Regions from separate parts of the Mus musculus genome. Here region 1 is linked to region 2. Evidence: chromatin contacts called from public promoter capture Hi-C data. All regions are on one chromosome and are shown on one strand. The core of a region is the stretch at or near the end of the contact, and the rest is flanking DNA. Distances in the headings are between cores, read along the strand shown. Region 1 holds the start of B3gnt2 (UDP-GlcNAc:betaGal beta-1,3-N-acetylglucosaminyltransferase 2). Region 2 holds the start of Patz1 (POZ (BTB) and AT hook containing zinc finger 1).

Region 1 (6,063 bases), core at 1,316-3,815, about 20 Mb after region 2:
AGGTCGTATTACCAAATATTAGCTTTTAGACCAGCCTTTTAGACCAACCAGCATCATTTTTAGGTTAAGCAACAATGTTTGGATCTTGTTTCCTAATATAACCCTTAAAAAACCAAGCACACACATTTGAACCAACAGTATAGGGCAGAGTCAACAGTAAATTATCGGTTCCCCTTTCCCTTTTTAGCCTAACTGTACTATGTGAGAACAAGGGAAATCCAAATTATTTTAAAATTGTTTTTTGGTTTTCTGAAACAAGGTTTCTTTGTAACCCAGGCTGGCCTTCTGAACTCTGGCAATCCTCAGCCTCTGACTCTGAGTACTGGGATTAAAGGTGTGTGAACCACCATGCGATTTTTTTTTTAAGCAAGTATATCTTCAAAACCGTAAACCATCTCTGTGCTCAGGCCTTCAAAAGCAATGGGTTTGGGGTAAAGCAATTCATAAACAAATTATGTTTCTCTCAAAGACTACCTCTCCCTTAGGTCTTAAAAATCTACTATCTCTGTCGGTCAAGCTTGGGTGATTTCAGACTGGACAAATCTGACAAATCTGAACAGTTCCACCAGATGACTGGTTTTTGGCAAAGGTAAGCTGAGGCCACCAAGAACTTCGTTATGATCTCTATAAGCGCTTAAGCATCTTATTTGTCCTTAAAAACAATCTTACTGTCCAAGTATCCCATTCCCGAAACTAAATAGGGGATACAAGCCTCTTAAGGAAAAAAACATTGTCATTTATCAGCACGTGGCAGAGCAAGCCTCTAGAATGGACTCCTAAGTTTAGCAGAGAATCCGACATTTACACAAAAACACTAAATTAAGAACGGCAGGCTGAGTCCTGAGTGGGGAAAGCAGTATTCTACGCCGAGAAAGGAGTTCCAAGCAGATCTGCTGATAAACATATCTGTACACACTGCAAAGGCCGGAAATTATTCGGGCGAGTTCTACAGGGCTCCCGCACACTTCTTTGGTCTTAAAACCTAACCGTATAAAGAGCTCTAGGACCGGCGTAAAAACTCCCCGGGGTTCCATCAGCTTTCATAATCTCTATTCAAAAGAAACAGAAGTTGGACTAGAACAGGAGGGAAGTGACCGGCCTGCCCCTGAGCCGGTCCCCTATCAAGTGCGCGGTCCAAACCCCACAGAAGTGCGCTACGGCTGGGCCCCGGTCCCGCCCTCCTAGCTCCACTCAGGTCCAGTGGCCCTCTCATTAACCATCCCATCACTTTCCGAGGCACAAAGAAGTACCCTGGAAGAACCTGTAATAACACGAAGCCCATTTTCACCCATTGGCTTCGAAACCTGGAAAAAGCTACGGCTTGGCGGGGAGCGGAGGGGGCAGAAGAACAGGTTTAATCGTTTGAAGCAGTCAAGTTGGGAGACCACAGTGGGCAGGGGAGCGAAGGCCAGCCACCCTGTATTTGGGGCAGGAGCGAACATGGGGCCAGCCCAGGTTACCCAAGTGTGCATTACTTTTCAAGATGACCTCGCACGCACTATGACACTAGAGAGGAGTCTTCAGAGCTTCCTTCCCACACAAGACCCGGGAGCTCAGAGGACCCTAGGCGAGTGCATTTGAGCAGGTGCTAGGTGTTACGTCCCCAGAAGGGTCCCAGCCCCTCAGGTGCGCCCACCTGCCAGTCGCAGGGCCAGCTCCCCAGGCAGTCCTGAGTCTAGTTAATCATTCAACGCGGGCGGCGTGGAATATTTTTTAGAGGTCAACGCGAAAGGTTCTCCTGAAGTTTCACAGAAACCAGTCTTTGGGGACCCGAAGATAACAGTGCCAGCGGATGGGGGTGAAAAGCGGCAGCCAGCGGCTCACAAACACCTGATCTGCCCCTGCGGCACCCTAGACCAGCGCAGTGCGCGGGCGGGGCAGAACACCGCCCGCGACGCTCCCCCGCCGCCCAGGCCCGCACCTCGTGCGCGGGGTACAGCGCGGCTCAGGGTGTCGCTGCCCTCTCCCTGTGGGTGCAGGAAGAGCGGAGGTCGAGCAGGTGAGAAGGTCAGGAAGGAGGTGGAGGCCGGGAGACTGGGGAGAAGGTGAGGAGGCTGTAAAGGAGGGGAGAAGGACCAGGAGGTGAGGAAGCCGGACAGGAGAACGGAGACCGGTGAGGATATCCGGGAGGTGAGGAGGCCAGGGAAATGATGTGCGGAGGCCAGGAAAGTGAGACTGGGAGCGGTGAGGGGAACCCGATGGAACGTATGCGCAGACAACGCAGGAGCCACAGAAGAGCGGCGAGAGCGCGGGGCGCCCACACCGGCCGGAACTAGCGCGGCGGGGCGGGGATGCAGGGCCGGTGCCCACCCACCCGGCCCTACCTTGTCTAGGGACACCTCCAGCTCGGCGGGGCGGGGCGGAAGACCGCGGCCGCATCCACGTCCCAGCCGCTCTTGCGGCTCAGCCCCGCGACCGCCGCCGCTCTCGCTCCATGCGCAATGCGCGGACGGGCGGCCCGGCGGGGTCTGGGCGGCTCCGGCTCGCCTCAGCTCCAGCACTTGTTGCCGCGGCGGCCGCTGAGCCTTACTCTCGGCCCCGGCTCCTGGCACCGCCGCCCCCTGCCGCGTCCCTTCGGTCCCGCCCCCGCCCGATTCTCCAATCACACGCCGCGCCACCGCGCGCGTCACCGCCGGGAAGGCCGCGCTCCCGCCCCGTGGCCCAAGTTTGGGAAAGGCCGAACTCGAACCCTCCCGCCAGTTGGCGCCCAGGTCCCGCTGGGACTGCGCCCCCGGGCCCTTCCCGAGCTCTCCGCCCCTCGTAGCACTGAGAAAACCTAAGGCTTCACTGGAGCGCGCGGTGTCCAAAGATTACAGTCTCCCCCGCTCCGCCAGGAAGTAGCCTCCCCCAGAAAAACAGCTGAGACTTGAGTCCCAAACCCTGCTGAGATCCAGGGTCTAGTGTAAACTCTTCAGCTACCAGGGCGTGGCGCTTGGTGAGAATTTGCCAGCCAGCACTGGCATGTAGCTAAGTCTAGACGGCTCCGAGTGGCTTGTGAGCGGGATCCACGAGGGGAGGTGAGAAGAGGGAAACCCAAGTGCACCTGACCTTTGCTCTCAGCGTACATAGTAGCGGCAGCCACCTAGATAGATGCCCAAGGCCTGAGGGTGGTGCCTATCTGGCCTCTTCGGACCTTCAGGTTATGAAGCCATCAAAGACACGATGAGGTCTCCACGTGGTTCCACTCGGGTCTCAGGAAGTCAAGAATGCAAGATGCGGGAGGCGCTGGGTGCGGAGTTCGCTCGGCGACTTCAGAAGTTGGGCTTAGCAAGACATCTGAACGCTGAACCCCCGTGATGCCGCTGGACTGAGCACCAACCACACCCAAGCATGGATCACGCGGGACCCGGAACGGTCCCCCACCCCCAACCCAGCGCCTCCCCAGGCTCCCCAGAGCGCTACGTGCCAAGGTGAGGCCCAGGAAAAAGCCGGGGAGACCGGATGGAGAAGTTGCTCTAGTTTGTAGAGCTGGGTGGGCCGGCCGAGTCGGCACGCCCTCAACACCGAACCTAGAGCCTGGTCCCCACAACCTGGGACGCGCTTGGAAGCTGCTTCCTCTCCCCTCCATTCTTATTGCTAAGGCCTTCGGTCGACCCTCTGGAGATAATCACACTGAGAAGTTAACACTCTACACCTGTTTGCTTTTTTTTTTTTTTTTTTTTTTTTTCAGAAGGCTGTCAGATGGAGTTAGTCAAAGGGATGCCATTGACTTTCGAGCGCTGGAGATTGAATTTCAGCCAGCTCGACCAAGACCACGAAGTCTTACTTACAGCCGCAGAAAGAAGTAAGTGCGAGTTGTTTGGGTTGAGCGCAGAGCCACGTGTGTACGGTCATCCACAAGAAGGAATTCTGAGTCAGTGGTTCTGGAAATGTTAAGATTGACAATCTGCAGACCGATCTGTTCTTATGTTTGTCACTACGTTCCCAAACAACAACAACAACTTGGATTTTTATATGTTCACATAAACTGTTAACCACTGTCACTCTGAACAAGAAAGGAAGAGAAATTGTATGCTTTTCTTGACTCTGAGGAATTTTTTCCCACGATTATATTTATAATTCAGAAAGCCAATAAAAGAAGCAAATTAGAAGTTAGGTCTGTGTACTTGATTAACTGCAGACTGCCGTATTGATATTTAAACGTTGTGACGAGACAAAGCTGGATTCTTGGTGGGCATTTTGTTATTGTATTTCCCCCTTAAATGGCTCTCCGAAGCCACAGACATGCTTTCAAGGATTGCTAGGCAAGAAGTTTTGAGTAAAGTCAGCTGGCAAGCAACAGGGAAAGAAAGCTTGAGTCTTTCAGAGCTGCCAAAAGCTGCCCAGGCCATGTAGTTTTGTTTTTGTCTTTTTTTTTTTTAAAGGCGTTTTCTCCTTGGTGCCATTGAGTGCAGCTGGAAATGTTCCATCCAGCTTCCAGTGTGACTTTGGGGAAATAACTCAAGTGTTGGATTCCACACCCACTTAGCTGTCCTGCTTACTCTTAGGTTATGAGGGATTCATCATCGAAAGGCAGAGATAATACATTCAACAAATGTGCTGTCCAACCCAGGCGCAGACGACCAAAGAAGTGCTTAATAATTAAATAAATTAAAACTATTTCATTACAATTAAGATATAGACCAAAAGAACTGTAAGAAGGTAGGACCATTTTGAGGAGTCCAGGAAAAGTGCTTAGTTTTTCTATTGCTGTGGTAAAACACCATGACCAAAAGCAGCTGAAGAAGAGAGGGTTGGTTTGGCCGACAGTTCATAAAGGGAAACTGAGGAAAGAGCTGACACAGAGACAATGGAGGAACCCAGCTTACTGGCTTAGCCTGCTTTCTTATTCTACTTGGGGTGTGCTGGGCCCTCTCACACCACATGTAAAAAACAAACAAATGAACAAACAAACCTACAGACCTGTGGACAATCTGATGAAGGCGTTTCTCAGTTGAGTTTCCTCTTCCCAGATAAGTCTAGTTTGTGTCAAGTTGACAAAAAACAAACAAACAAAAATAAATAAATAAATAAAAATAAAAAAAACCACACACACCCCAGCTGCTTCTGGCTATAAGGGGAAGGTATCGAAATAAGCAGAGTTTGGATTTTATTCAATGAAACATTTGAAGTAGAAATTATATTCTAAAATTTGCATTGTGGGTAAGTCGTTCTCTGCCATATGAAGGATAGGGCAGGGGCACAGCTAGGGGGTGTCGGTCTATACAGCAGTAGAGAATGGACACCACCACAAGACTTAGCCACTCAGATGGTGAGGAATTCTGGAAAGTGCCTAAGTGGTACAGCTTCAACCAGGCAGATAGCCATTTCTGCATTGGGGAACCTGCCAAGATTCCAGCTTGGCCAGGGCAGGTGTGTGGCGCCTGTGAGATGCCCTTTTGAGCAGTTGAGTACTAGAGTAACTGGTGGCCCTGCGGCAATGAAATCCATAAGATAGTATAAGGGAACTTAGGGGTAGATAAATCAAGAGGGGCATGGACAGGGTGAGCTATCTCACAGAGGGACAGGATGACCAGTAGTGAGGCAGGGAGAAAAGTCAGTCAGCAGAGGGAACAGACACAGTGGGGGAGGCAGGAGGCAACAGCTCTTAAAATGGCAGAGACCCATGTGTGATGTGCTTGCTCTAGTGGCTTGAATGATGTTGGGATGTTTGCAGGTCATGACTGGTGGATCAAAGAATGGCCTAAGGAGTAAATGAGAGATGAAAAAAAGTAAGAACAGGGAAGAGAGAAATTGTATAATTATATTTTAACTTTTAAAAATTGAAGAAAAATCCCACGCAAATAAGAGCAAGAGCTATCACACACATATATGAATGATAGAAATGTGATAGGCATTATATATATATGTGTGTATATATATATATATATATATATATGAATGATAGAAAGGCACTGAGTCTAGGCAACTCATTTGACTGTGAAAAGTCAAAAAAAAAAAAAATAACCAGAGGCCTGGAGAGGTGGCTCAACTGTTAAGAGCACATGTTGCTCTTTTAGAGGACCCAGGATTAATTCCCAGTTGTTAGAGCAGAAGAGCAAAGAAGAACCTGGTCCACAGTGC
Region 2 (6,381 bases), core at 2,699-5,198:
TTGTTTTGGAGGAGGGAGGAAAGAGAGAGAGAGGGAGAGAGAGAGAGAGAGAGAAATAACTAGTACAGGTACAGAAAAGCATCAAAGGAAATGTTTGTAGCACTTAACTCTTGGTGGTGAAATCACAGGCTCTTATTTAATTTTTCTTTTCTTTTTTTTTTTCCAAGACAGGGTTTCTCTGTGTAGCCCTGGCTGTCCTGGAACTCACTCTGTAGACCAGGCTGGCCTCAAACTCAGAAATCTGCCTGCCTCTGCCTCCCAAGTGCTGGGATTAAAGGCGTGTGCCACCACCGCCCGGCTTTTATTTAATTTTTCTTGTTGTTTCCATATATGTTCTAAAATTCCTATGGTTTTTACAATCAGGAAAAATAATTAACAAGAGAAAGGAAGCTGTAAAAGCTGAGGGAGCTTCAGGTGGGCTTTTGTCAAGGATGGTCCAGAAGAGGGGCTCCACGGGAAGGGGAACTTGGATTGGCCAGAGACACGGGGAGAAGAATTTTTTTGTGTGTGTCTTTATTTTTTGTCTTGTCGGTCTGTCTCTCTGGGCTTCGGAATTATTGCTGGCAAGGTCTGATGTCTAGTTTGTTTACTACTGTATCCTCTCTAGCATCTAAACCACCCACAAAACAAAACAAAGAAAGCCTGGAGCTTAGTAGGTGCTCAATCAATACCAATCTAATGAATGAATGAATGAATGACCTTGACACCTTCTCTTAGCCAGAGAGACAACGATGCTCTTCAGTTTGCTAACCATCTGGTTCCGAGCCAAGACTGAGGTACACAGTTTCCATGGCAACTGAAAAATGTCCAACAGACCAGCAGCAGGACGCAGACTCAGGGATTGTGAGCTTTGTTTCTCGTCAAGGTGTAGCCTAGAAACTGGGAACGAGGCAGTAGGCTCTGTTGACAGATGTGGAGGGGAAAAGATCATGAATATAGTTCTCTTAGCCAGGCTTGTTAAGCCCGTTGGTGAATGCTCAGGTAGGACAGCTTTAAAGATTGGAGGTTCTAGTTTGGACTCCTTTGTGTCATCTTGGACCCATTTTTAACACCACTGAGTTTCAGCTTGCTCATTCTTTGGCGCTCGCGTGGCTATGTGTGTGTGACAAGTATTGAAATTTTATAAACACGTCTGAAAGCCTAAAGTTACAGAATAGGTGCCTGTGGGCCCAAGAGACGGGCATGATGAAAAACAGGGGTATGGAAAAACTCTGGCCCCTGTATAATCAATTGCACCAATGTGACATGCAGGATAAAGCTATGGGCTGGGATCAACGCTGGTATTATCACCTGCTTCTTCTCCAAGGTGGGGGGCCCTGATTCACTAGGCTTACTCCAGCATCAGCATTTACAAAATGGGGCTAATGTGTGTCCCTTGCTTTCCTCGGAGCACTGTAGGTGAGGAGCCTTGTGAGCTCCCCTTTACAAGGTGAACCCTCTAGATGTAGCATCCAGTTTTCTAAACAGCCTATCGTGATACAGTGTCTGAGGCTACTAATGACCTTCGGATCCCCGCAGAGGAGACACACACCTGGATTGATTCCTGACTCTCCTAGTGTTTGTGGCCTTGCGCTTTTCCATTTTCTCTAACCTGGGGAAATGGAGATAAGTACACTGGGGACTGAGTAAGCAGACTTCCTCTTTCTGCTCCACAGCCCTGGGGAAAAAACAGGAGCCTGGCACACACTAGGTAAATGATCTACCTTAGAACCCTCAATAGCACAGTTGAACACAAGAATTTCTAGTTCCCAGAATCTCCCTCCAAAATACTGTGACCGAGAAATTAAAAGCAGTATTTAGATTGCTCTAACACAGGATTTGGGCTTAAGGGGACAGGTCTTTCTTTAGGGTAAGGGAATTTTCCTCAAGCCTCATTCCTCATTTTATTCAGGAAATCTGGAGTGTAACTGTCTGAGGAGGGTGAATTCTCAACTTTGTCCGGGGCACAGGTTACAAAACTGGCTCACAGAAGCCAAGTAACTGGCACCGAGACATAACGAGAGCGCTCAGGTCTAGGATTTGAACTAGGGTCCTCTTTACAGTGCCATGCCGAAAAGCCTCAGTGAGATGAGTAACAGGCTAGGCGCACGCTGGTGGGAACCCCAAGCCGAGATGAAAGCTGGTCCCGTTCATTTGCATGGTAATACCCAGAATGCTTTTCCACACACACCGCTACATTTAATGGAAGCGCTCAGTTTGGAGCCGTGCAAAGTTTGGAATACGTGCTTCGCTCCTCTCGCAACTGTGGGAACTTCGCGCCAGTACACGTGCTTTGCCTACAGTCTCTGATACCAATAGCTCAGCGACAGCCCAAGCAGACGAACCTGTGTGCAACCCTCGCCTAATAGCATCCTCAGGCGTCTTAGGGACAATGCGCTCTAGCCTGGCCGCACGGTCCGTGGTCAAAGTGGCCGGCATTTTGCCGGGCGGCAAGGGCTAATAAGCAAGCTTCTGGCTTGGGGAAGATCGAGGGGGCTTCTTGATCTCTGGATTCCCTAGTTTTCTTACAAAACTGCTGGGACATGCAGGGGTCGTTGATTTTGTCCATCGCCATCATACTGTCCCTTCTCTGAGCTGGCTTGTGACTTCACGCTCCCTGGGGCACAAAGCCCAAGTAGCTGTGGGTGGGGAAAACGACCTATCTCTAGTTATCCAGGCGTGCCGGGCATTTGCCTCGGTCAGTGTGAGGCAGGCAGAAGGTTCCGCCTGCGTCGGATCGGGATCCCGTCTCCTTCCTAGGGCAGCAGAGCGGGAGGTCTCAGCCGACTTCTAGGGATTTCGGCCATCAAAGGAGAACTAGGCAGGGTGCTGATGCCCGTCCGACCTGCGGGTGCGCAAGGTAGGCTGGGGGGCTCAGATCCACAGGCTCTGGCTGCCCATCCCGCACGCTCGCCTACACTCTGGGCGGGCAGCGGAGGGGCGGCTGTAGCTGGTTTGCTGGCTCGGCGCTCAGATCGTATTGGCCGGGGTCGGGGGGGGGGTGGTGGTGTGTGGGGGGTGGTTGAGGCTGCAGCCCCGGGCCCCGCGGGCGGGGTGGGGAGGCGGAGGATCAGGCTGCGCTAGCATTGGCGGAGCTGGGGAGTGGGGGCAGGAAGCGAGCGGAGCGGAGCTGCAGGGGGGGGGGTTGTATAAATAGGGAATGGGGGACGTGCATCCTCCGCTGGGTGAGGGGGGGGGGCGTTCGGCACAAAGAAAGTGGAAAGTTTGCAGCGCTAGGCGGCCCAAGCTAGGGAGCCGGATGCGCACGTGCTGAGTCGGGGCGACCGAGACCCCCCACGCCGAGCTCGCTGCTTTTTTTTCTTTCTGCAAGCTGGGGGGGGGGGTGTTGTTGGTATCGCCCCCTCCTTCTCCTCCCCCCAGGGGTGAAAGTGCAAGAGGAAGTGCAGCCGCTGCCATCTTTCCTCCGTTCCGAACGCACGGAGCCTGGGGCCGCAGCGCCGCCGCCACTCGTGCCTGGCTTGGGAAAGGGCCCACCCTGCTACTGCCACCCGCTCGCTTCGGCCGCCGCCTTCGCCGGGCTCCAAGACTCGGCCTACGCCACCGCCCCTGTGCGCGCGGACCGCCGCCTTCGCCTTCGCCTTTTGTTTCCTTTGCTCCGGCGCCCCCACCCCGGCTCGCGCTTTGCAGGGGACGCAGCGCGCGCCCCCAGTGGGCCCGGGAAAAGCCTCGGAGCGCGCGCTTGCGCTTGCGCGGCGGACCCCTCCTCCTCCCCGCGCGCGCGCGCGCGCCTTTTGGCCGCGCGCCGGCGCCGCCTGGCGGGCGGGAGGGGAGGTGGCAGCTGCGTTTGCAGGAGGGGCGCACCTCTTCGCTCGTTTACCCCTGGAAGGTAGACCTAGAGAGGGAGGCGGGCAGGCGGAGAGGGAGTGCTACGCGGGTCCGGCGGAGGTTAAGGGCGGCAATGTGGGGGGCAGTGCCCCGCTGGGTCTAGCCCTTTTTATTAGAGCAGGGGGCGTGTGCGCTGGGCGCACCTGAGAGTACTACCGAGCCCTGGGCCGCACGTGCGGGGAGTGTGAGTGGTCCGCTGCAAAAGGCGTCTCGCTGCCTAAGGGAAGGGACCAGGGACTGGCGGGTGCCCGGCCCGGCGAGTGGGGAAGGGGCAGCGACCATGGAGCGGGTCAACGACGCTTCTTGCGGTCCGTCGGGCTGCTACACCTACCAGGTGAGCAGACACAGTACGGAGATGCTGCACAACCTGAACCAACAACGCAAAAACGGCGGGCGCTTTTGCGACGTGCTCCTACGAGTAGGCGACGAGAGCTTCCCAGCGCACCGCGCCGTACTGGCTGCCTGCAGCGAGTACTTTGAGTCTGTGTTCAGCGCCCAGTTAGGCGACGGCGGAGCTGCAGATGGTGGTCCTGCTGATGTGGGAGGCGCGGCGGCGGCTCCAGGCGGCGGAGCTGGAGGCAGCCGCGAACTGGAGATGCACACCATCAGTTCCAAAGTGTTCGGAGACATCCTGGACTTCGCTTATACGTCCCGAATCGTTGTGCGCCTAGAGAGCTTCCCCGAGCTCATGACGGCCGCCAAGTTCCTGCTGATGAGGTCGGTCATCGAGATCTGCCAGGAAGTAATCAAACAGTCCAACGTGCAGATCCTCGTGCCCCCTGCCCGGGCTGATATCATGCTCTTTCGCCCACCTGGGACTTCTGACTTGGGCTTCCCTTTGGACATGACCAACGGGGCAGCCATGGCAGCCAACAGTAACGGTATTGCTGGCAGTATGCAGCCCGAGGAGGAGGCTGCCAGGGCCACAGGTGCTGCTATTGCGGGCCAAGCTTCTCTGCCTGTGTTACCCGGGGTGGACAGATTGCCCATGGTGGCTGGACCCCTATCCCCCCAACTACTGACTTCTCCGTTCCCTAATGTGGCATCCAGTGCACCTCCACTAACTAGCAAGCGAGGCCGGGGACGCCCCAGGAAGGCCAACCTGCTGGACTCCATGTTTGGGTCTCCAGGGGGCTTGAGGGAAGCAGGCATCCTTCCATGTGGCCTGTGCGGGAAGGTGTTCACTGACGCCAACCGGCTCCGGCAACATGAGGCCCAGCACGGCGTCACAAGCCTCCAGTTGGGCTATATCGATCTTCCTCCTCCAAGGCTGGGTGAGAATGGGTTACCCATCTCCGAGGACCCCGATGGCCCCAGAAAAAGGAGCCGGACCAGGAAGCAAGTGGCTTGTGAGATCTGTGGCAAGATCTTTCGTGACGTATACCATCTCAACCGGCATAAGCTTTCCCACTCGGGGGAGAAGCCGTACTCGTGCCCGGTGTGTGGTCTGCGGTTCAAGAGAAAAGACCGAATGTCGTACCATGTGAGGTCCCATGATGGGTCAGTGGGCAAACCGTACATCTGCCAGAGCTGTGGGAAAGGTTTCTCCAGGTGAGGATGGCACCCTCCCCCACTCCCTGCTGTGTATTATCTTAGTTCTGTCTCGAGACAGATCCTTCCCAGGATCTGGGGATGTGGATCTTGTGGGGGTAGAGGGTCACTGGACCTTAATAGAACATAACATGTTTAAATGTTTTAAGATCTCCAACTTTGATGGTGTGGCCAAGAGCTGCATCTATGCCTTCAGGCAAGTTCTCTGGCACCAGGGTGCTTACTAGCTTCACCCTCCCAGGGGCCTTGTAGGAAGGGGCCGGATTCCTTAGGCCAGAGCCATTGGGCCTCCCCATTCTTCTCCCCTGGTTCCCTTTGTGTTTCCGGCACCAGGCGTGGGGCCCCCTCTGGGGGCGGGAGGCTGGGCTCCTCCCTCGACTTTCCCCGCCTGAATGGCTTCGGAGGGAAGAACTGAACAAGTGTGTCTAGGACTCCTTACACTCCCGAGGCCTAGATCCTCCACCAGTTTGAACAGGCTGGCCTGCAGCAGTAGGTTCCAGCTTTGCCCCTCATGTGACCCTAGGTTTGAGAGACATAAAAGCCGGCTACGCAGGGCTGTTTTGCAGTAGTAATACTGGAATCTGATGCGCTCTGACGTGGTGGCTTCAGAATCCAGTGGACCCACAGGTCGTCTGTTTGTTCTCAGGACAGACCTTCTTTTCAACTTTCAGAGAGCCTTCTTGGGAACTGAAGACTTGCCTGGGAGCAGAGGGCTGGTTTTGTTTTTGTTTTTCTCCCAGTTTGAGAATATTGAATAAAAGGCTGATTTTAACTGAAATCCCAAGGATTTTCAGTATGTGTGAGAGCTTAGAGACAGAATTCCCCCAGAGAGGCCCCAAGTAGGAACCAGTCTTACCGGTCAGACAGCCCCTGCCCACCTGCTCTGGCGGGCATCTGGCTTGCCAGTCCAGCTGGGGACTTAAAGCTCCATCCCTGGCCTCTGGGGACTGAATTCCATCCGGGTGGCATTCATTGGCTGCTGTGGCCATTGGCTGCTGTGGCGGG

What was found. Promoter capture Hi-C pulls out the DNA fragments that hold promoters and counts their contacts.
Region 1: a contact with region 2 is called in a promoter capture Hi-C map of cranial neural crest. The contact joins the promoter of B3gnt2 here to the promoter of Patz1 in region 2.

Annotation. Positions count from the first base shown.
Region 1 is chr11:22,857,170-22,863,232 of GRCm38.p6, forward strand. It overlaps B3gnt2 (UDP-GlcNAc:betaGal beta-1,3-N-acetylglucosaminyltransferase 2), which reads right to left and starts at 2,566. Exons shown (of 2, transcript NM_016888.5): 1 at 2,325-2,566.
Region 2 is chr11:3,286,509-3,292,889 of GRCm38.p6, forward strand. It overlaps Patz1 (POZ (BTB) and AT hook containing zinc finger 1), which reads left to right and starts at 3,949. Exons shown (of 4, transcript NM_019574.3): 1 at 3,949-5,376. The coding sequence starts at 4,106.